Linked DNA regions of Mus musculus: regions 1 and 3 are each linked to region 2. A link is a contact called in public Hi-C and HiCAR-type data. All regions are on one chromosome and are shown on one strand. Each heading gives the region's core, a stretch centred on a gene start, on an enhancer-like site or on the middle of the called end of the contact. The rest is flanking DNA. Distances are from core to core; before and after follow the strand shown.

Evidence for each region. A called contact is a pair of places that touch in the nucleus more often than the background predicts. HiCAR-type assays count read pairs that join an accessible place to other places.
Region 1: a contact with region 2 is called in a HiCAR-type map of astrocytes, with 2.0 times the contacts expected there. The contact joins the promoter of Rbpms2 here to the promoter of Fbxl22 in region 2. A contact is called at or near these places in 1 of 39 promoter capture datasets (liver) and 1 of 115 datasets of contacts at active chromatin or transcription factors (astrocytes).
Region 3: a Hi-C map of the G1E-ER4 cell line shows a contact between it and region 2, with 2.5 times the contacts expected there. The contact joins the enhancer-like site here to the promoter of Fbxl22 in region 2. A contact is called at or near these places in 7 of 39 promoter capture datasets (the C10 cell line, embryonic stem cells, hematopoietic stem and progenitor cells and 3 more), 11 of 484 Hi-C or Micro-C datasets (CD4 T cells, CD8 T cells, the G1E-ER4 cell line and 4 more) and 6 of 115 datasets of contacts at active chromatin or transcription factors (embryonic forebrain, embryonic stem cells, forebrain and 3 more).

The regions. Positions count from the first base shown.
Region 1 is chr9:65,629,246-65,633,112 of GRCm38.p6, forward strand. It overlaps Rbpms2 (RNA binding protein with multiple splicing 2), which reads left to right and starts at 1,337. Exons shown (of 8, transcript NM_028030.3): 1 at 1,337-1,652. The coding sequence starts at 1,584.
Region 2 is chr9:66,511,775-66,515,865 of GRCm38.p6, forward strand. It overlaps Fbxl22 (F-box and leucine-rich repeat protein 22), which reads right to left and starts at 2,819. Exons shown (of 2, transcript NM_175206.4): 1 at 2,445-2,819; 2 at 1-244. The coding sequence starts at 2,779. It overlaps Usp3 (ubiquitin specific peptidase 3), which reads right to left. Exons shown (of 15, transcript NM_144937.4): 15 at 2,865-4,091.
Region 3 is chr9:67,034,099-67,037,775 of GRCm38.p6, forward strand. It overlaps Tpm1 (tropomyosin 1, alpha), which reads right to left. Exons shown (of 10, transcript NM_001164248.1): 3 at 1,897-2,030. Among named protein-coding and RNA genes, the nearest start is that of Tpm1, 13 kb to the right of the region's middle. Within about 2 kb of position 2,278, at least 92 of the 459 cell types and tissues checked have an H3K27ac peak or open chromatin away from gene starts, as enhancers often do. A contact at or near this core is called in the G1E-ER4 cell line, cerebral cortex, forebrain and 2 more, where this site is marked.

The DNA.
Region 1 (3,867 bases), core at 87-2,586, 880 kb before region 2:
TCCGTGCTTTGAGTCGGGGCAGTAGATCCCACCGGGAGACACCTGAGCCGAGCCCAATCCGCTCTCCTCTCAGCTATGGCTGCTCAAGGATTATCGGGGACTGCGGCTGGGATGTCTCAGTGCACATAAAGGAACCCATGGGCAGGGGCGCACGAAAGAACCCCAGTGCTCTGGCGGCTCCGCAGGGCAGTCAGGGCCGCTACTCTTCCAGTGCGACTTCAGGTAGGTGCCGGTTTTTTACAGGCTGCTGGCAGGAGACGTCCTGGTCAGCATTTATTCGGCCTGGGGGAAAATCCGGCCCTGAGGCCGCCCCCCCCCCCCCCCCCCGCCACCACTGGGTGGGAGTCTAGGCGACCCCGCCCTAGGCGTCAGCCGGCTCTTCCCTCCCCCACCCTGGGGTTCGGAATTGGAGCGGAAAAAGAACGAGCCGTGAGAAGTCTTAAAAGCGGGGTGGAGGTAACGAACGGAACCTTCTAGGTTAGTCGAGGTACCCCCCCTTCCTGAAGTTAAAAAGGATTGGGCTTCCTTCACCTCCTCTTTTGAGGTGACGGAGGTTGTGAGAGTGAGGAAAGAATTTGTATTCTAATCCCCACCAACTGGGCTGGAATCCTCTGGCCAGATAGGGGAAGTGATTTCCTCAAGGTCACTCAGCCAAAAAAAAAAAAAAAAAAAAAACTCTCGGTGACTTGCTCAAGATCAGGTGTTTGCCGCCCTACCCCTTCCTCGCCTTCACCCCCAAAACCCGGTCCCCGGCTGCTTCGCGCGAAGAGAACCGCTGGCCCGGACCCGACAGGAATTCGGGGCGAACGATGTGCTCGCGACAGCCTACACCTCCACATCTGGGCATGAAACCGGGAGCCCCGCTGCCGCCGCCGCCGCCCTCGCCCTGGCTGGGGATGCAACGTGCGGGTCACCTCAAGCTCCACCCAAGCCCGCGCGGCTCCTTTAAGAAAAGTTCTCTGAGAGAGTTCATCAAAGTTTAAAAAACTTGTCTGGGAGAAGGGAACGGTGGGGTGCAAGGGAGCCGAGTCGGGGAGAGAAAGGGAGAAGGGGGTGGGGGTCGACCAAGGAAGCGGAGTCGGGAAAACGCCGGAGCCAAGGAAGGCAGAAAGGCCGGAGCGTCGCGGCCCGGGCCGGGGCTGGGGACCGGGCCGGGGCCGGGGCGAGCCCGCACTGGGCTGCGGGGATTGGCTGCGCGTTCCCCCGGAGACCGCGCGCGGGGCGGGGGCGGGGCGGGGGAGGGGCGGGCCGGGCCCCAGCTGAGGCCGGTTCCGGCGCCCGCCCCCTCCTCCGGCGCCCGCCCCCCGCCGCCGCGAGCGCACTCGCGGGCCGCCCTGAAAAGCCGGAGGCGGTGGCCGCACGGGCTCCGCTCCCTCGGGTTCCCGGTGCCTTGCCCCTCCGGCCGCCTCCCGCACCCGCCAAACTTAATGTGATCCCCCCCCCCTTTCCTTTCTCCGTAGCCTGACGCGGCAGCAGCCGCTTTCCTCACCAGCTCGCACTCTCCTCGGGGGCGCACGGCTCGCCGTGCCCCTGCCCACCACGGGACAGAGCGTCCCGCTTCCCTCTCCGCGTCCCCCCTCACCATGAGCAACCTGAAGCCGGACGTCGAGCACTGCACGGGCGCGGGCACCGGCAGCCCGCTGGAGGAGGAGGTGGGTGTGCGGCCGCGGGAGCCGGCGCGCGTGAGGTGCACGCGGGGCCGCGGGCGGCGCGAGGTCCTGCGGGCCACCGCTCCTGGCGCCTTCCCTCCGCTGCCCTTCGCCCTGGGGAGGAGCAGCCCATGTCCAGCGGGCGGAGGCGTGCGGCCTGAACTAGCCCGGCGGGGCCGGCATTGTCTCCCCGCCCTCCGGGGCTCGAGGAGGGCGCGCGTCCCCGTGGTGGGCTCGGGGCGCCGCGGAGGTCCTACTCCCGCTGCCCTCCTTCCCCAAGCCCGGTGGGGCTTACGCTTCGCCTGAGGCGCGCCTCCTGGGTGGCCTGGACCTCCGCCCCGACTGTAAGGAGCTGAGAGGGATTATCCCGGTGGGTGCGGGAAGCTGGCTCACCCTCCAGCCTTTCCACCTCGCCCCCTCCCCGTGACCTTGGAGGCCTGGCCGGCTGCCCTGCGCTTAGGTTAGAGCTGTGGTCTCAGTGGGCAGGCGGGCTTTTCGCCCTGTCTCAGAACTTGGGCTTCTTCAGAGAGTTGAGCCGGCAATTTAATTAAAGTCGGAAAAGAGAGAAGTTAGAAGCCTTGAGTATCCCCTGTTCTCGCCCTTTGACCTAGTAGCCAAGCCAGTACCCCACACTGGCCAGGGTGGGATCTTCCAAGGAGAGGTGACATAATCTTGTCCAGCTGCCCTATGCAGAAAAAGAGGTTATGAGACCGCGTCAAGGAATCATCACTGCTCGTGGTTTTATCGCCTGGTGAGGACGACGTACTTGTGGGGGATAAAAAACCTTTAAGGTAACTTCGAGTGGAAACTAGGCAGGCCGGCTCAACTACTATGGGTTCTAGGCTCCTAGGGAGCTCTTTAACGTATGCTGTGTCACTCCAGGGCTGAGAGACCCTTCCTGCCCCGCCCTGGCATACTTTTGCCCAGGAAACCAAGGGCCAGTTATCCAGCCCTAGGGCCCTTCCCCTTGGTCTGGGGTAGAAACCGCAGAGGCCCTGATGTTTCTTACTGGTTGTGCTAATGAGTTGGTGCAGAATGACCCACTGTTGGGCTGGGCCAGCAAGAGGCCTGCTACCAGCTTCAGTGCACCAGTGGCATGACATCTTGAGACATCTTGATAATCTAGGTTTGGATCCTGGAACAAGGAGGCAGGGAATTATATGCAATGATTCACTCAAACGATGGAAAATGGAAGGGGGGAGACCGCTCCTGAGGTCTCTACTAGTAGCTCTGGAGTGAGTGGTAGCTGGTCTTGGTTACTGTTGGCTTTGTCCTCTTTGAACCTTTGGGGCCCTTCACCCCATCCTGATCTAAATGGTTTTTAGAGTCTCCTCTGAGAGTTGGAAGTGAGGAGTGTGTTGTTTGCTGTTGTGTCTGTGATCTCTGCTTGTTTCCCCACCCCCTTGTGCTGAAATTTCGGGGAGGGCAAGTGCTTCCTGAAGCTGTTCCAGGACCCCCAAATTATGCATCTTTTAAAAGGTTGGCCCTCAGCAGGGACTTCACACTTAATGAAAGGCTGACCAGATCCTCAGACCTGTTCTGTTCTGTCTGGGGAAGGGAACTAGCCATATGGTCACAGGGAAGAGTTGGAAAAAGTGTGTGGGGCCTGGCTACTTTTAAAAATTGTCTTTCTGGGAGAGAGGGCAGGGTATTCAAAAAGTAGAGCCACTGCTCTTTCCCCTAAGGACTGGTGATAGGCCTTGGTGATTCAGAGAGTTCTGAGTGGTACCCGTAGAGGGACATGGGCTTAAATTTAGTATTTAGCAAGAGTTCTAAGCAGTAGGTCCTTATTTGGGTAGCATGTACACTAAAATAAAAATACAAGATAGATTAGCATGGGCTCTGTTAAAGGTGACACAAAAACTTATGAGGCATTTCGTACTGAAAGATAAAATAGAACTGGTAAAATAACTAACCGGGTATTTGCTACTAAGCTTGACTGTCTGATCTGTGGAATCCACATGGGGGGGGGGGGAAGGGAGAGGGAGAGGACTAATTCTTGGAAGTTGTCCTCTAGCCCCCACAGTGCACCCTGGCACTCATTTACCACGACGACCACATAAAAACAAATTAAAATGTAGTTGAAAGTGGAAAACTGAGGGCATGGGGATCTCCCCATGTCTGCTCTTGTCTGGTGGGAATAGGAGTCGTCGCTTCCCTTAACAGTGTTTTGATCAATAGCCCAAGAACTCTCAGCTCCGTTTCTTTCTGGTTGCTT
Region 2 (4,091 bases), core at 1,569-4,068:
GTTCGGGCAGGCGGCGCGGAGGCGGAGCAGGCCGGCGGCGCTCACGTTGCGGCAGAAGTCCACGTGCAGAGTCTGCAGCGCGCGCCCGTGCGCGGCCACGGCCGCCAGCGTGCGGTTGGTAACGCGCGCGCAGTTCTCGAGGCGCAGCGTACGCAGGCGCGGGCAGCTGAGCAGCAAGCGCGCCAGGCAGTCGTCCGTGACGTGGCCGCAGCCCGACAGCGTGACGGACGTCAGGTTGGGGCACCTGTGGGGAGAGCGGGGTGACACGGGGCTGAGGCGCAGCAGAACTCCTTCACAGGAGACTGCAGCGAGTCCGAGGGGCTAGGGCTGTAGCCAGGGCCCCCGGCCCCTTCATCTACGGGGTCCATTATCAGGGGTCTTTGAAAGGGACAGCTGTGTGCCTTTGATCCTCCCCGAGGCTGGGATCCATGCGTGACAGGGACTCTGTGGGCGGAGAGGTCTCCTGGGGTAGTGGTTAGTGACTGAAAACCATAGTGTTGGGTCAGACCGTCAGCTCGGTTGCCTGCAACAGTTACTTCGGCTTTTGGGTCAGCAGCCTGAAAGCCAGGGCCGCTAGCGCCAGGCCCTGGAGTTTGTAATGTGACCGGACTATCACTGAACCAAAGTTGACTTCTGTATGGTAGAAGAGTTGGGCAGTGTGTAGCCATGCACCTGTGAGGACTGAGGTTCGGGTGAGCAGAGCCCACTACTGGCACAACCCACTTTCCTAGAGCCCAGGATGGTCACGTGGCTTCCTCCTTGGGCGGAGCCTCCAGTGGGCCTGGGCCCTGTGGTCGAGGAGCTGAATGTGGATTGGAGGGTCGGGTTCCTTTCCACACCACCCTCCGCTTAGTGCCTTGCCTGCACCTAGCTGGGGCAGCTCATCTCCCTTGTGCCTGGGAAGGTTTAAATTTAAAGTGTGCTGGACTTGGTACCATTTCACACGCCGAGCCCATGCCTCCCTCATCATGCACGCTACACCTACTACACCAGTTTTGTGAATGAGGAGACTGGCTCCCGGTGGCTCAAGTGACTTGGCAAGTTACTCGTGATGGTTATGAAGGTGCATTTAAGCCCTCAGCATATTGCCTGATCTGGCCTTAAGGTTTAGACTGAAACCCAACTAAGGCAGAAGAATTCAGAACAGCTGACTCTCTTACACCCCCAGCTCATTTTACCTTTCTCAAATTACTGTCACTCCATCCTCTGGTCCTGTGATACAGATTTTCTCATTTTGCAGAGAAAGGTATGAGGTGGGCGTTTAAACATTTGGTCTGAGGTCAGTTATACAATATCAGAACTGGAAACTCAATACCTTTGCACTTTCTTTGACACTGGGGACAGGTGCTTAGCAGATCCTGTAAAAATCGAATCTTGCTGGTTTCAGGGATTAAACCTGGTTATCTTCCAGCAAGAATGAACCACTGTGGGATTGTAACACACAAACACACACACACTCTGCCCATAACCTTGCAGCCTAGTGAAACCCATCAAAATGGCCTTGCCTGGTCTTGTCAGAGCCAAGCCCAAATCCAACTTGGGAAGAGAACAAGTGAAAGGCAGGCCCCTGTAATTACTTTCTGTGGTGAGGCCAGCCCACAGTGGTACTAACCCTAGATGGCAGCAGCTAGCAACCACCCATGCTTCTTAGCTAGCAGGGAGCTCTTTCTCCTCAGCAGCTGGCACAGCCATGTTGGCCATAGCTTCCCTGCACAGGAAGGTGTGACTGACCCATTTTGTGGCTCAGCCTGTGCAAGGGATTGGGGGGAGGAGGGAGGGATGTGTGGCATCAAAAGATCAAATAGGGGATTTTTCAGGGCATCCCCTATTACGGTTTATCTCAAATTCAAATATAACTGGGTGGTGTGTATCTTACTTGCTAAGATCTGGCAGTCCTACACTGGCACAGCACACTATGTCTCAGAGTATCCCTTATGCCCTGACAGTTGAAATCCATCCCTGAGTGCTGTGCAGGACAAGTGTGTTCCCCAGAGGAGACGCTCACTGCTACTTTGCATAGGCTTTGCTTCAGCTTACCTGAGCACCCTAGCTCTCCTTCCTTAGCAGCAGTTCTCAGGCCTCGGTAACTGCATTCTTGTTTGAGGAATGGTGTTTATTTTTGGCCAAATTAGAGGCCTGAGCCAACTGATGCCTTTGGGAGCCTGACCTTGAAAATCCAGGCTCAGCTGAACCCAACCAGGCCTTAATGGCTGCCAGTGAAGACAGCTGCTCCAAGGAGCCGCTGAACCCAGCTGAACTCAACTTCATTTGCCACAGCAGCATTTTTAGGAGCTGAGAGTGAGCCGATTTAACCCAACTCTTTGGGCACTGGTTGTCTGCCTTGGTCTCAATCTGAGCCATATTGCTCTTGGAATGTGTGCTTCCCAGCCCTCCCTGGAGCCAGGGCCAACAAAGCCACAGTGCTCAGGGGCAAGGTGGCCTACCTGTTGCACACCTGCAGGAGGAAATCATTAACCAGGCTCTCGTGCTGGCTGCAGATGCTCCTCTGGAGGGCGCTCTTGAGCCAGTCCTCGATGCTGCACACCTGCACACGGCTGGAATGCCAACAGATGGACAGGCTGCGCAGCGCAGGGCTCAGCCGGAAGTTGTCTTTCTTGAGCTCTGCGAGAGAATGGAAGTGCAGCAGGGGCCAGAGGGTGGGGTCCTCAAACACATCTCGGAGCTGGGAGCAAGTCCTGGAGAGGCTCCTCCGGCTGTCCTTGTCCAGGAAGGAGAAGAGACACAGCAGACACTCCCGATTGAGCTGGGTTATGTGCATGGTGAGTGGTGGCCGCACGTGAATGCCCAGAAAGGGTCTGACCTGCCTCCTGCTTCCTCCCCAGATCAGGACTGGTGGACATATATGGTTGAGGAATGGTGTTTATTTTTGGCCAACAACTGGTGCTGAAGCTCGGGGTGGGGAGGGCGGGTGTCAGGATCCAGACTTACTCGAAGCCATCTGTGGTTCGGCTTATGTTCAGAGGGCCTGAAAGTCCTGGCAGAAGAGCAGCCCATTGAAGTTACAAGTTTTCCTTAAAAGGGATTTCTTTTCCTCTGAGCTGATAAGTGTTGAGCACAGGGCTCTTGGCTTTTACTAAGGTGTTTTCATTGGAGGTAATTAGCGACAACAGCCCTTCCTGGGCTTGCAGCCTTTCTCCTAGCAGGACAGTGAGTATTAGCTGTTAGGTATCAGAGTGTGTCGGTGCGGCTCCTCTGCTCACCCTTGCTAGGAAGAGGTCATTTTTACCATGCCCCAAACTGTGAGTGGAATCTGAGGATCATGCTTGGTACTTTAGCTCAGGACACTAATGGCTACCTTGCAAAGATGAGCTATCTTTAAACCCCAATGGCAAGGCCCAAATGGCTCCATTTTTACCCTAAACTGTCATAAGATTCATCTGAAATGTTATTTTAAAAGCTAGCACGTGTGTGTGAGACAGACAGACTGGTGCATGTGTTCTTTTTCGTGGGTGATTTGCAGAGTTTCATTATCTGTCCTAGATAGCATTCCCCAATATGTGAGGGTGGGCAGTTTCTATTTTTGAACACTTAATTGAAGTGTAAATAACTGGAAGTGAACTGCAAGTCTGATGGGTTTCAATGCTTGCACACAGCCCCCAGCTGCCCTGCTTTTTAGGAAGCTGTGCTGCAGATCTGGAAGTATGAAGCTGCTCTAAGTGCATACAACTTGGTGGAAACCTAAGACTACTACAGCTTCCCCTGAAAGAACTCCACAGAACCCCTTAATGACTACTCCCCTTTCCTCCTGCCCATGTAGGCTACAAGACTGGCCCCTGATGGCTGTTGCTCTGCCATTTCTTCTTCCTTCCTCTCCTCCTCCTCTTTTTTTTTTTTTTTTTTTTTTTTGGCTTTTTGAGACAGGGTTTCTCTGTATATCCCTGGCTGTCCTGGAACTCACTTTGTAGACCAGGCTGGCCTCGAACTCAGAAATCCGCCTGCCTCTGCCTCCTGAGTGCTGGAACTAAAGGCGAGCGCCACCACTGCCCGGCTTGCTCTGCCTGGAAACAATCCACAGAAGAGCCCAGCTGGTGAGGCGGGACTAGGATGTGATTCGTCTGCAGCCAGAATGA
Region 3 (3,677 bases), core at 1,028-3,527, 520 kb after region 2:
GAGCCATTTACTTTCCAAAGACAGAGCAAGATTTTCCAGAAAAGACACACATTTCTCTCTGTTCTTGGGGGTATACTGGCAAAATTTCCAGGTCACCTAACCTTAAGTGGAAGGTGCTATGTCGGGATGTCATTTAAATCTGGGTGGCATGGAAATAAAGGAAGCTGGCATGCTTGATTTGTTACATGGAGAGATTCTCCTCCTTCTTCCTGAGGGAAACTGTAGATTGAAATGGGTGGAGAGCTAGGTGTGGTGGCACTGCCTTTAATCCCAGCACTCAGGAGGCAGAGGCAGGTGGGTCTCTGAGTTAGAGGCCAGCCTGGTCTATATAGAGTTCTAGGACACCAGGGCTACACACAGAGAAACCCTGACTAGTAGGTGAGAGAGAGAGAGAGAGAGAGAGAGAGAGAAAGGAAGGGAGAAAGAAAGAAAGAGAGAGAGAGAGAGAAAAGGATGAATAGGTGTTAGAGAAATGGGTGTTATGGCATGGTGTTACAGTAATCTAGAGTTTACTGATTTTCAGCATAGGCAAACCATAAATGGGTTTGTTTCACTTAGCAAAATTTAAGTAAGCAGTTTTAGTAAAGGATTTTTTTTTACCTGAGACAGGGTTTCTCTGTATAGCTCTGGCTGTCCTGGAACTCACTCTGTAGACCAGGCTGGCCTCAGGGTTATTTTTTTTAAAAGACATTGATTTTTTTTTTTTTTTTTTTACTTAGTGTCTGTGAGTGTTTGCCTGCATGTATGTATGTGCACCATGTGCATGCGGTACCCTCAGATGCCAGAAGAGGGCGCCATAAAAACTAAGTTCCATGTTCCTTTTCCTCCAGTCTTGTGTTGCCAGATTGCCTTTATAAGTTCAGTAGCAGGAAGAAGTCGTTCACAAGACTATTGCTATGTGACATACTAAGGCACGATTGGTCACCTTAAAGAACCCTTGAGCTCTTGGCAAGTAAAGAAAAACTAAGTGGTAGTGAATGTCAAGCTGAAAACTTTAGCTAGCAAGCTTCCTTAGCTCCAAAGTCTGCAGCGACTCTGCATACCAAGGAGCAGAGTAGTGGTGGAGAAACGGACCTTCACCTGCCCAGTTCCCAGCAGGAATAAGGCACGCCTGCACTGTTCTGGGTTTATTCTGCTGTGCCACCCCTCACCCAACAGAATGCTCTAGTCTCATGATGTCACACTTCGTGGCTTGCATGGCCGAGTACAGAGAAAAAAAGCCTTGCAGAATGAGTGAGGTCAGTTGTACAGTGTGATGGTTAAAACGGATCATTGGCAGGATCCAGAATCAGCAGTAAACAAGACTTCTGGGCACGCCAGCCAGGGATCTTCTAGACTGGGTGAGTGAGGGTGGGGAGACCTGCTCTTAACTATGAGCAGTACCATTCCACAGGCTGGAGTCCCTGCCTAAACAAAAGGGAGAAAGCTAGCTGAGCACTGGCTATTCCTTGGCAGACTGTGGACTCAGTGTGAGCAGCTGCCTCATGTTTCTGTCACCCTAATTTGCCCTCCAGGATGAACTGTATCCCAAAATCTAAAGCATATCACTTATCTGTTTTACCTATGTCCTTCTTCTACCTGTTTGATTACCATGGTTTTTCCCCCTAGGTCTGAGACATCTTGGTAAATCTATTATTTTATCTTTTTATGTGTATGTATGTCTGTGTATCATCATATGTATGCCTGGTGACCACAGAGGCCAGAAGAAGTCATCAGACACCCCAGAACTGGAGTTACGGACAGCTGTGAGCTACATGTGGGGGCTGGGACTCAGAGTGTGCCCTTAGAAGAGCAGTCAGTACTAAGTGCTAAGCCATCTCCCCAACCTCCTTGGTGTGCATATGTAAGTGTGTCATGCGTGTACACACACACAGGAGCGACATGGTGTAGTCTTACCTCTCACTCTCATCTGCAGCCTTCTCGGCCTCCTCCAGCTTCTGCAGAGCTGTGGCCAGACGCTCCTGAGCACGATCCAACTCCTCCTCAACCAGCTGGATGCGTCTGTTCAGAGAAGCTACGTCAGCTTCAGCCTAGGCAGAGAGTGAAAGACACTTCAGAACTGGGGAGAAAGGGAGGGTGGTACCTTCAGACACTGGCCAGGGCTGAAGTGCTGCTTCCAGACAGGAAGTCTGGGCCCTGGTGTGAGCTACCTTCCAGTTCTGACAAGCCCTGCCTAACCCAAGTGCTCACACAGGAGCATCACGATTGGAAATACACCATAGAGACAACACTCAGCAGATGGCCGGGCCATCTGCAACCCGCACACACGGCTCCCTCAGCTGCTGGGCGAAGGGGAACTTCCTCACAGCTCACTGACGCTGGAGGTATGGAGAGAGACAACAGGTCTTATCCAGACTCAGCCACGGAGTCACCAGCAGGGTGATCAGAAGTTGGAATGCAGAGTTTCAGCATGCTGTCCTTTCTCCGAGTTATGTTCTCAAAGGAGCTTTATAATGAAACTGGATGTTTTAAAAATAAAGTGGTTTAAAAAAAAACATATACCAGAAAAACAGAAACAAAACCAAAAAACCAACAACAACAAAAACCTCAAAAAAAAAAAACCCCTCAAAAAAACAAAAAACAAAAAAACAAAACAAAACAAAAAACCCACCAAAACCAAACCAAACCAATGAACCAAAAAAATATACCATATGGAGATCTAATACAGCCTAGAAACTTCCCCTTTGCCCCACCTTTTAAGTAACCTCTCTAAAATAACTGGCTTTACTGGAACAAGGCCAAGATAAATTTCCCAAGGGTTTCTGACCTAAGCTTATTGGAATGTCTTAAAAGTCAAGGTTGCTACAAGAAAAGTTTCACAGGCCTAAGGAGAAAAGCGATGCAGATACAGTTTTTATTTGGAGTTTAGGTTTAAATGAAAGTGTTTCTTTCTTGGGCAGGCCATGACTGCTTCCTGTTATAAGTACTTTTGCTCTGAGGCTGGGAATACTTGCCTCACTGTTACACGGGCTGATCCCAGACTGCCTGGAAGAGATGGTGGCCCTTGGTAATTAGGTAGCAATTATTTATCCTCATCCACTCTGAATCTATGTTCATCAAAGGCTAAAGAGCCCTTGGGATATTTAGGAGTCAATTTTCTAATAATAGCAAGACACACCACACGCCACTGGCTTTCTGTGTATCTGTTTTTGCTGAATTGTATGTTGCTTAAACTCCAAGACATCATCAGCTCTCTACAGAAGTCTAGGCTCCTTAAATGTCTACAGAGCTGAGCAACTGAAAATACCCTAATTAAAACAACAGAACCTTTCAAAGCTCATGAGAGAATGGGAAACGCACGTGCAGTTAGAGAAAGCTGGTCAAGGCCTTGAGTCACAAGAAATGAGACCACTCAGTTCCGAGCTCATCTAGATCTTCGGTGGTTTTATCTGGAGAAGGGCAATGAACAGGCATCTCCTGCCACTGTGAAGGACTGCAGTATTTTTTACAACTACATGCTGGGCGTGGTGTCGCATACCTTTAGTCCCAGGACTCACGAGGCAGAGGCAGGCGGATTTCTGAGATCGAGGCCAGCCTGGTCTACAGAGTGAGTTCCAGGACAGCCAGGGCTATACATAGAAACCCTGTCTCAAAAAAAAAACCAACCAACCAAAAACCCAAAAAACAAAAAACATAAATATTTTAGACACATTTATCTCAAAGAAAAAACTACAGTG